Regions from separate parts of the Gasterosteus aculeatus genome. Here region 1 is linked to region 2. The links are chromatin contacts, called in public Hi-C maps. All regions are on one chromosome and are shown on one strand. The core of a region is the stretch at or near the end of the contact, and the rest is flanking DNA. Distances in the headings are between cores, read along the strand shown. Region 1 has its middle 29 kb from the start of nr5a2. Region 2 overlaps LOC120824260 (adhesion G protein-coupled receptor D2).

Region 1 (3,728 bases), core at 739-3,238, 140 kb after region 2:
ACTCCTGGATCATACATCAAATTCAACCCAGGACACAAACTGGGCCCTGCGGTTGACCCTCCGTGGCAGGGTCCCTAATGACATCCACCAGCTTGGCTCAAACAGGGCAGTGGTTTCCACCGAGGACAGGCCTTTTTGATCTTTCTGCTGAGCTGGTGGAGCTGGGTCAAGGTGAGAGACCTGCTGTTCAGCCCACCGCTCAGACCTGTGATGCACTCCGGTTAATTGCAACTGACTCAAATGTTTTATCTTTTCAGTTTTTGGTCATTTCATCAAACTTTTGCCCCCCCCCCAACCCGTACCCCCTCGCATATTGGTGTGTCTAGCTCAGAGCTGGTGTGGAAGCAGATCTTCAAACTACAATCTTGGACCATGCAAATTCAAGCAATAATATTTGTCCACACAGTGTTTACAATAAGAAATCAGAATGTTGAATTGTATGAAAATTTCCGTTTTAAAAAATATACAATTTCTTAACCACTCTGAATGTTTTATCTGCATTTTGTCTCTGAGCAGACAAGGTGTTTACTCAAATGGGCATTAGAAATATTGAATATTGCATCTTATACAACTCATTCTACTACTGAAAGTACTAGTTCCATATTTAACACACCATACCGGAAGTTAGCAATTTGTAAACATAACGATTCACCTGTTAGTCATTTTTTTATGTTTGTATTATCAATCAATCAAAAAAAAAGAGACGATAACTCGAAAGTCCTTTATAGCTTCCTGCAAGAAGAAACCATTAAAGTGAAGCGCATTGTCTGGAGGTCGGGCTGAAAATGTCCGAGGAAGCGCATAATAATCATGTGAAAAAAAAAAATGCTCCGTGAGAAACAGACGTAAATAATGAACCAGGAAACGGGAGATCAAAGCTTTTGAGTCGGACCCCCGTTTGTTTTCATGCTCACCCAGGCCTGGCAATAAAACACGCAGGAGTCGCACTTCAGAGAGAGGGGGTGAGGGGGGTAGTGACGCAAGGAAGTGCTGAAAACGGTTGCGTCCCATCCTGAGGATCCCGTGCCAGTATCCCCATGTTAGGGAAAGGCGTCAGGTAGGGCACTGTTTACCAGGAAAGGGGACAAACCACACAAAACGTCCGGATCAGAAAGGACCCTGTGGCCGGGGGGCCATCTTGCCAAACACAGAAGACTTTTGTTTCTTATCCCTTGATGCTACTGGACAAAAAACAATGCACGCCTTAAAATGCCTAGAGATCAAAGTTCAAATTCAGGACTGCAGTGTTTGTGTTTGTATGCAAGTAGGCGAGGTGACGTTATTCGGTTTTCCAAGAACGAATAGGATGAGTTTAAAGCCAAGTCATCAACTGGAAGGGTGTTGTGATTGTAAAATGCCGCCTGTTTTTCTCCTCTGTGTTACGCTTTTACAATAGCATTCCCACTCAAGAAAAGCCAACTGTAAACATTTTATGAATCAGAGATAAATGCCTTTTATGTCCCGGCATTCAACTATACTTCTCGACGAAAAGGGGTTTATGATGGAATTGCGAGTTTGTTTGTGTTAAAGTTGCAGCACCTGTACGGATGTTGTTTGAAACAAAGCAATAAAGCAGCTATGAACATTTCATCATCATCGTCTACTGAGTATAATAGGCAGTGTGTGTTTTTGGAGGCCAAATGCATAATGCCTTTGCTGTATTTTTGCTTCATCAATTACACATTGCTCGAAAATCTACTGCTCCATCTATGTGGGTAAGAAAGAGTGACAGAAAACTGTATGGCTCAGTTGGCTCTGCCACTGGCGTTGTTTGCTCATACCCATCTGCTCCGGAGGGATCCAATCTCGCAGTGTCCAGTAAATGTACTCGCACTGAATTCCATTTCTCTGCCTGTGTATCTGACCTCGGAAATCAATATAATGTCAGCCTTTACTTGACTCTGACCGCAGTCTTTTAATAGTGTTTTGATATGCAGGCAAATTAATTCACCTTAATGGGGTACATGGGGTCAATGTACTTTGATCCCATTTGGGCTAAAGGCTGGAAGGATTCCATTTAGTTTGCTGGGATCCTGGATCTTGTTTGTGTGTGTGTGTGTGTGTGTGTGTGTGTGTGTGTGTGTGTGTGTGTGTGTGTGTGTGTGTGTGTGTGTGTCAGACTTGTGCCAGGCAAATTTACTTCTTTTCTCAGAACCCATGAATGATTCCCCTGGGATCGATCCACAAAAACTAATAGCTATATTATGCACATTTTCAAGTTGGACCTGTAACATAGATTAATTATTGTGTCATTACCTTGACGTGCTATTTTACAAATGTGTAAATATCCATCTTAAGCAGCTGAATTTGTCCACCTATACTACTTCTATCACGGTCTGCAAATAAGCAATATAGGCTGAGCAGGCCAGCTAGATGGATTTTGTGGGAACCCATTGACATCCAAATAAATTTAAGTTTGGGGAAGCTTTTCCGACTGTGCAGTGAATCTTGCTCACTGCGCCCCTCGCCTCTCCGGTCCATTCGTATTGATTCCAATCTCAACCTTTTCCAATAAAGCTGGGTTCATGAGTTCATTATTACAACAATGGAGGTGTAATTGGCTTTCAGGCATCTAAGAGGCTATTTGCACTAATCTATTTGATGAGGAGATGTTAACGGCCACTTTGAATAGCGCAGTGTGAGCCAACTTTGCCCTGTGTTCCTGCGTTTTTGGAGCTATCAAGTCAGTCGATAAGCACATTAACCAGATATACTGTAAAACCGAGGGTTTAATGCCACGTTAAAGATGCAAGATCCGAGATTTGGGAGCGTTTGGTTTGACTTTCAATTGCTATCAAAATGTTGACGGCTAGCCGGCAACTCAGCTAAAGGTGCTAACGGTGGCAACGGTGCTAAACAGCTGTAACCGCCACATGGGAGCAGTGCAGAGCAGCGGTTGGGGCTTTACGGCTTCCCCGGCCCCGGACTTTGTCGCTTCCCCACAGACTGGAGTCTAAACGGATCCAACGCGGACTGAATGCACATCAGCAGGTCGTGTTTGATTCTTCTGGAAATACCCGTATCCTTTCTGCTCCGTATTTTTATCAACTATGATAATCCGGTCATGGATCACATCTCTTGGCTGCGTCGATGCGCCGTCTCACTCCCTCTTCTGGCACTTCTCATATCCCTCCAATCTCTTCTGGCAAAACAGCACTTTTGGAATTACTGTGTGTTTGCATTACTGTTGCATATTTCTCTGACATTTTGTAATGTTTATTGCGCCTTAAACATTATCGGCTGTCTTACTTTAAACACGTATCAAACTTCAACTTGCTCTCAACGTTGAACTTTTTAGAATTGTTAGTCAAAGGTAACTTCACAAAACCAGAACACAAGAATTTGTTCCTGGCTTCTCTGGAGATGAAATACCAACTTCTGTCTTTCTTTGGTCGGACATGCTGACGACGGTTTGTGCTTCTTTTTGACCTGATTGTTTGATCGTACTGATACTGTTTGTCTTCACGTATATATTCCCAAGCACATGCACACATATACACATTTACGTATGCAAACACCCCCCCTACACACACGCACACACACACATACACACTCATTGTGATGGGATGTGTCAACTAGATTTGGCTGGAATCTGTGTACCACTTAGACAAAGGCTCTGTTCATTTTTGTTATACTCTAGCGATACAGACAAGGATGTGGTTCCTTAGAAACATTCAGATTGAAAACAGAAAATTACAGAAATACTAGAGATGGAAAAAAAAACGAAA
Region 2 (3,845 bases), core at 886-3,385:
AAATAAACTCAAACACTTTACAAACTGTAAACCGCGGTATTTTTCCTTCAATGAGGAACAGAAAGGTTTTCCATTATACATTCCTCCCTTCTCTGGTGGCGAGGGCACACAAACTGTCAAGGTTTTTATTTGTCAGTGACAAGGCTGAAGCAGAGAGGGGAAAATGAGCCTTGGTCTGACTTGTGTTAAGCAGGTGCTTCGTTTTTAACAAGGCAAGTTGAATTGTCGTTGTTCGTTTGATTATTTTTGCTTTATGTACTTAGAGGTCACCATTATTGTTGTTGTTTATGCCCCGTCAGCGTTGATTTTATGCTTTTAGTGCTGAAATTCAATGGGTTGTTTTGTCAAAAGTTTTGAGAATGGAATATTTTCAACCACTCTGTAGATACGTAGTACATATTAAAATTCGAACAAATTCTGCCAAGAGCAATATATCTGTGGCCAACATATCTTTACTTAAAAATTGTGAAATATTGGTTTTCACATGGAAAAAGAATAAAACCTTTGTCGCTTATTTTTCCCCCTGCACTGCAGTGATGAAGGAGGAGGTGAGGAGGAAATCACGCAATTCTCTGACTGCGGCAGGAAGTCCAAATCCGCCGCTGCGATTCGTACTCGTCTTTTAATCAGCTGTATCTTTAATTGAGCTGTATATTTAAGGAGAAAATCGATCGAGGTTTTAGCTGCAGTCCGATCACTAAGCATGGCCCCTTGGTTGCCATAAATAGTTTTGTCAATAGTTTCCCCCTCATATCTAATTATATTTTTTTCCATGTCGACAGTAATACTTATTATTCGACTTCACATGTCAACACGTATGGATTTCTATCCTGTTATATTTGTTTGTCGCTCTCAGTTTGCTCAGCTGTCCACCTGTACGCCTATTTTATTACCTGTCTTGGTCTGTTACCTGTCTGCTAGTCCGTCCGTCTGTGAGCCTTCAAAAAGTTCGAGCTCATCTTGCCTTGTGCGTCCTCTTTTGCATGTAATTACACTTTGCTTATTTGATCCTTTGGTCATGCATGCTGCGCAGGACACAATCAAATTCAGATAGATTCCACAACAAAGAAACCACAGATCCTCTGGTGTGTTTCTTGAGTGTGTTGACGGGGCTTTCGGGTAGCTGTAGGAGGCCCGAGCAGCTGCTTTGGTCTAAAGGGCCACGTAAATGTTTCTTTACGCCTCAACAGGTCAGAACACAAAGGCCCCACGCTGCTCCGGGGACACATTCTGTTGACCCCACTGCTCTCCTGTCCGCATGGGGTGTAGTGTCTTCTCGGGGGAATTTCTATACAATTTTAGGTTATGTGCTCTTTGCTCTGGCGTTGTTTCTGTTCATTCATTAAAATGGGCAGGAAAGCGACATTCAATTATTCTTATTTTGTACAGCCCAAAATTGCAATTTACAAATTTGCCTCAGAGGGCTTTACAGTCTGTGCACATGCAACAACGTCTGTGTCGAAACCCTCACATCAGCACAGGGAAAAATCAAAAATTGAAATGAAAAAGTCCTTTGATTGGGAGAACCCCCCACCCCCCCTCCTCCCATTCCCCTTTTGATGACATTGTCTGCTTTTCGTTCGCCCTGTTCAGCATCAATGCTGATAGAAGGGCTTCTAGTTACAGCTACACAAATTCCTTTTTCAAATTGAATCGTAATGTAAAATGCAAATTCCTACGTTACGGCACCTTGCCAAGAGGAATAATCATAATCAAGGTTATTTTGCGCATCTTTCAATCTTTTGCATTGATCAAAGACTTTGACCCAGAAAATCAATGGATTACTGGTGAGGCCTGCAGCACAGGCCCAGGGCCTCAAAGTTCCAGGGGCCCCGCTTACTTCCATGTAAAAAAGCTAGTGGTGCCTTTTGCCCGTTCTTGCCTCGTAATTTGAGAAAACCTGCTGTTCTTGGTCTGAGATTAATTCTCCCACAGGTTTGCACTGAATTAATGAATCGATGACGTTGACATTATTTTTAAACGAATCCACAACCATGAGACGGATTGCTCTGATATTTAACACCGACATTCATGGTTCCCCTAGGATGAATTGTACACATCTTGATGCTGTAACCTTCCATTTAGTGCGGCCATCTGGTCCCATTACTTAGCCGTGTTGGCATGGTAACGCATTTAATGAATGTGAAAAACATTGTAGCAACTCAACATCAACCTGCTAGCATTGTCAGCATTAGACTTCTCATTACTATTCCCATCCGTTGGCCCTGTAGACGACGGTGTTTCCCTCTTTTAATGCTATCGATCTCTTTTAGACAGTGAGCAGAGTTGCACATGGTCCACTCTTCGTGGCTACTCATGAACATGATGAAATGTGTGAACCGGTAACTATAATGCTTGCCAAAACCTGAGCTGTTAGGCAGGAGATGAAAATAAAAATGCTCAAGTTTTTTAGGAAATTGTTTTTTTTTTTATTTGCAAGCTGTTGTATTTTCCAGGGGGCCAGCCGCAGCAACATAAAGCTTAAGCGGCAAGTCTTTACTGTTAAATCAATAAAGCAGATAATGTTGACAAGCCTTTTCCATTGCACTCCCTCATGCCCGTCCCTCTCCCCTTCGCCCTCCGTCCCGACAGCAGCGTCTGAAGTGCCTCTGCTTTTGTTGTTGCTTCTCTAAATAGAGACCCGAGCAGGCCGCTTTGAGCCAATACACGGTAGACGTCTCTGCTGCGCTGACCTCTGCAACCAGGGCTTTTGATTGTTCCTGGTTTTCCATTAACAAACGGCACATGATGCTCAGTCTCTGTGCCGTAACATCTAGGAAGTACTTGTATCTCTTAAACCTCATCACCACTCCATCACAGGAGTTTTTAAAGTTGTTAAATGTTTGGAATTGACAAAACAAGAAGACACCAGGCTTGCTTTGTTTCTTCACTTCATTTGCATCTGTAGTTAACTAGAGATTGGGTATTATTTTCATGATATTCCCGCGTGTACTGCGGTAAGATTAACAAACCAAAAGAGACTTTTTATCAGAAAGAGGCCAAATAATGTGTGTAGTTTGCCTTAGACAACATGAAAAAGGTGCACAGAGAGTTTTGAGTTGATTTGCTGTCCCTCCGGGTCGAGTCTAACTTTTTAAACTGAGCCGATAGTTTTTATGAAGATCTTCACCATAAATATCGGCATGCCTCATCTGCTTCTTTATCAAGCTAGAGATAAATAGCACGGGGCGGCTGCGTGTGCGAGGGAAGATGGACGGCGGCGGGGGGGGGTGGGGGGGCTCTTTGCGTCGGCCATAAATCGCTCCACCCTTTGTCATCCAATCTCTGGGCAATGTCATTCAAAACCCCCTCACTATCCATTACCTGGGGTATAATAGGCTCTTGGCCATGCAGTGTCCATCTTATTATTAGTCCATAACTTTAAACTATCAATAACTTTGAGCTGCGGCAGGAGGTTGGTGGGGGGGGGGGGAAGGGAAGAGGAGGCGAGGGAGAAATCCAAGTAGAGAGGTGAAGGAAGTAACTGAGGCAAAAAGAAAATGTTAGGGTAACGTTCGTCCTCCGCAAGTTGTCGAGGGTGCAAGTGAGTCCCAAAACCCGGTGGGTTTTGGTAACTTTGCAGGCAAAGTATTTGTCAAGAATGTAACCTTTTAATTCCTGTTATGTCAGTTTTCTACCTGTGGAGGGCAACCCTGTGCCTTGTCATTACAGTGTAGAAATATAGAGAAATCAATGAGAGAATTTAGCTTAGCCGTCTCATTCACGTCGCGTTAAGGCCTTTTATATCGCAGGACCTGATGACAATGATGCTTTTGCATTTGTCATGAAATGAACAGGATGGCGAGTGGCAGAGATTTTTCAGGCATTCAGCAAAGCTTTAGAAG

What was found. A called contact is a pair of places that touch in the nucleus more often than the background predicts.
Region 1: a contact with region 2 is called in a Hi-C map of skeletal muscle, with 5 times the contacts expected there. The contact joins two enhancer-like sites. A contact is called at or near these places in 4 of 6 Hi-C or Micro-C datasets (liver, skeletal muscle and whole body).

Annotation. Positions count from the first base shown.
Region 1 is chr8:13,637,378-13,641,105 of fGasAcu3.hap1.1, forward strand. No RefSeq gene overlaps it. Among protein-coding and RNA genes, the nearest start is that of nr5a2, 29 kb to the left of the region's middle. Within about 2 kb of position 1,989, at least 1 of the 9 cell types and tissues checked has open chromatin away from gene starts, as enhancers often do.
Region 2 is chr8:13,496,501-13,500,345 of fGasAcu3.hap1.1, forward strand. The region is part of intron 19 of LOC120824260 (adhesion G protein-coupled receptor D2); the gene reads left to right. Among protein-coding and RNA genes, the nearest start is that of LOC120824260, 16 kb to the left of the region's middle. Within about 2 kb of position 2,136, at least 1 of the 9 cell types and tissues checked has open chromatin away from gene starts, as enhancers often do.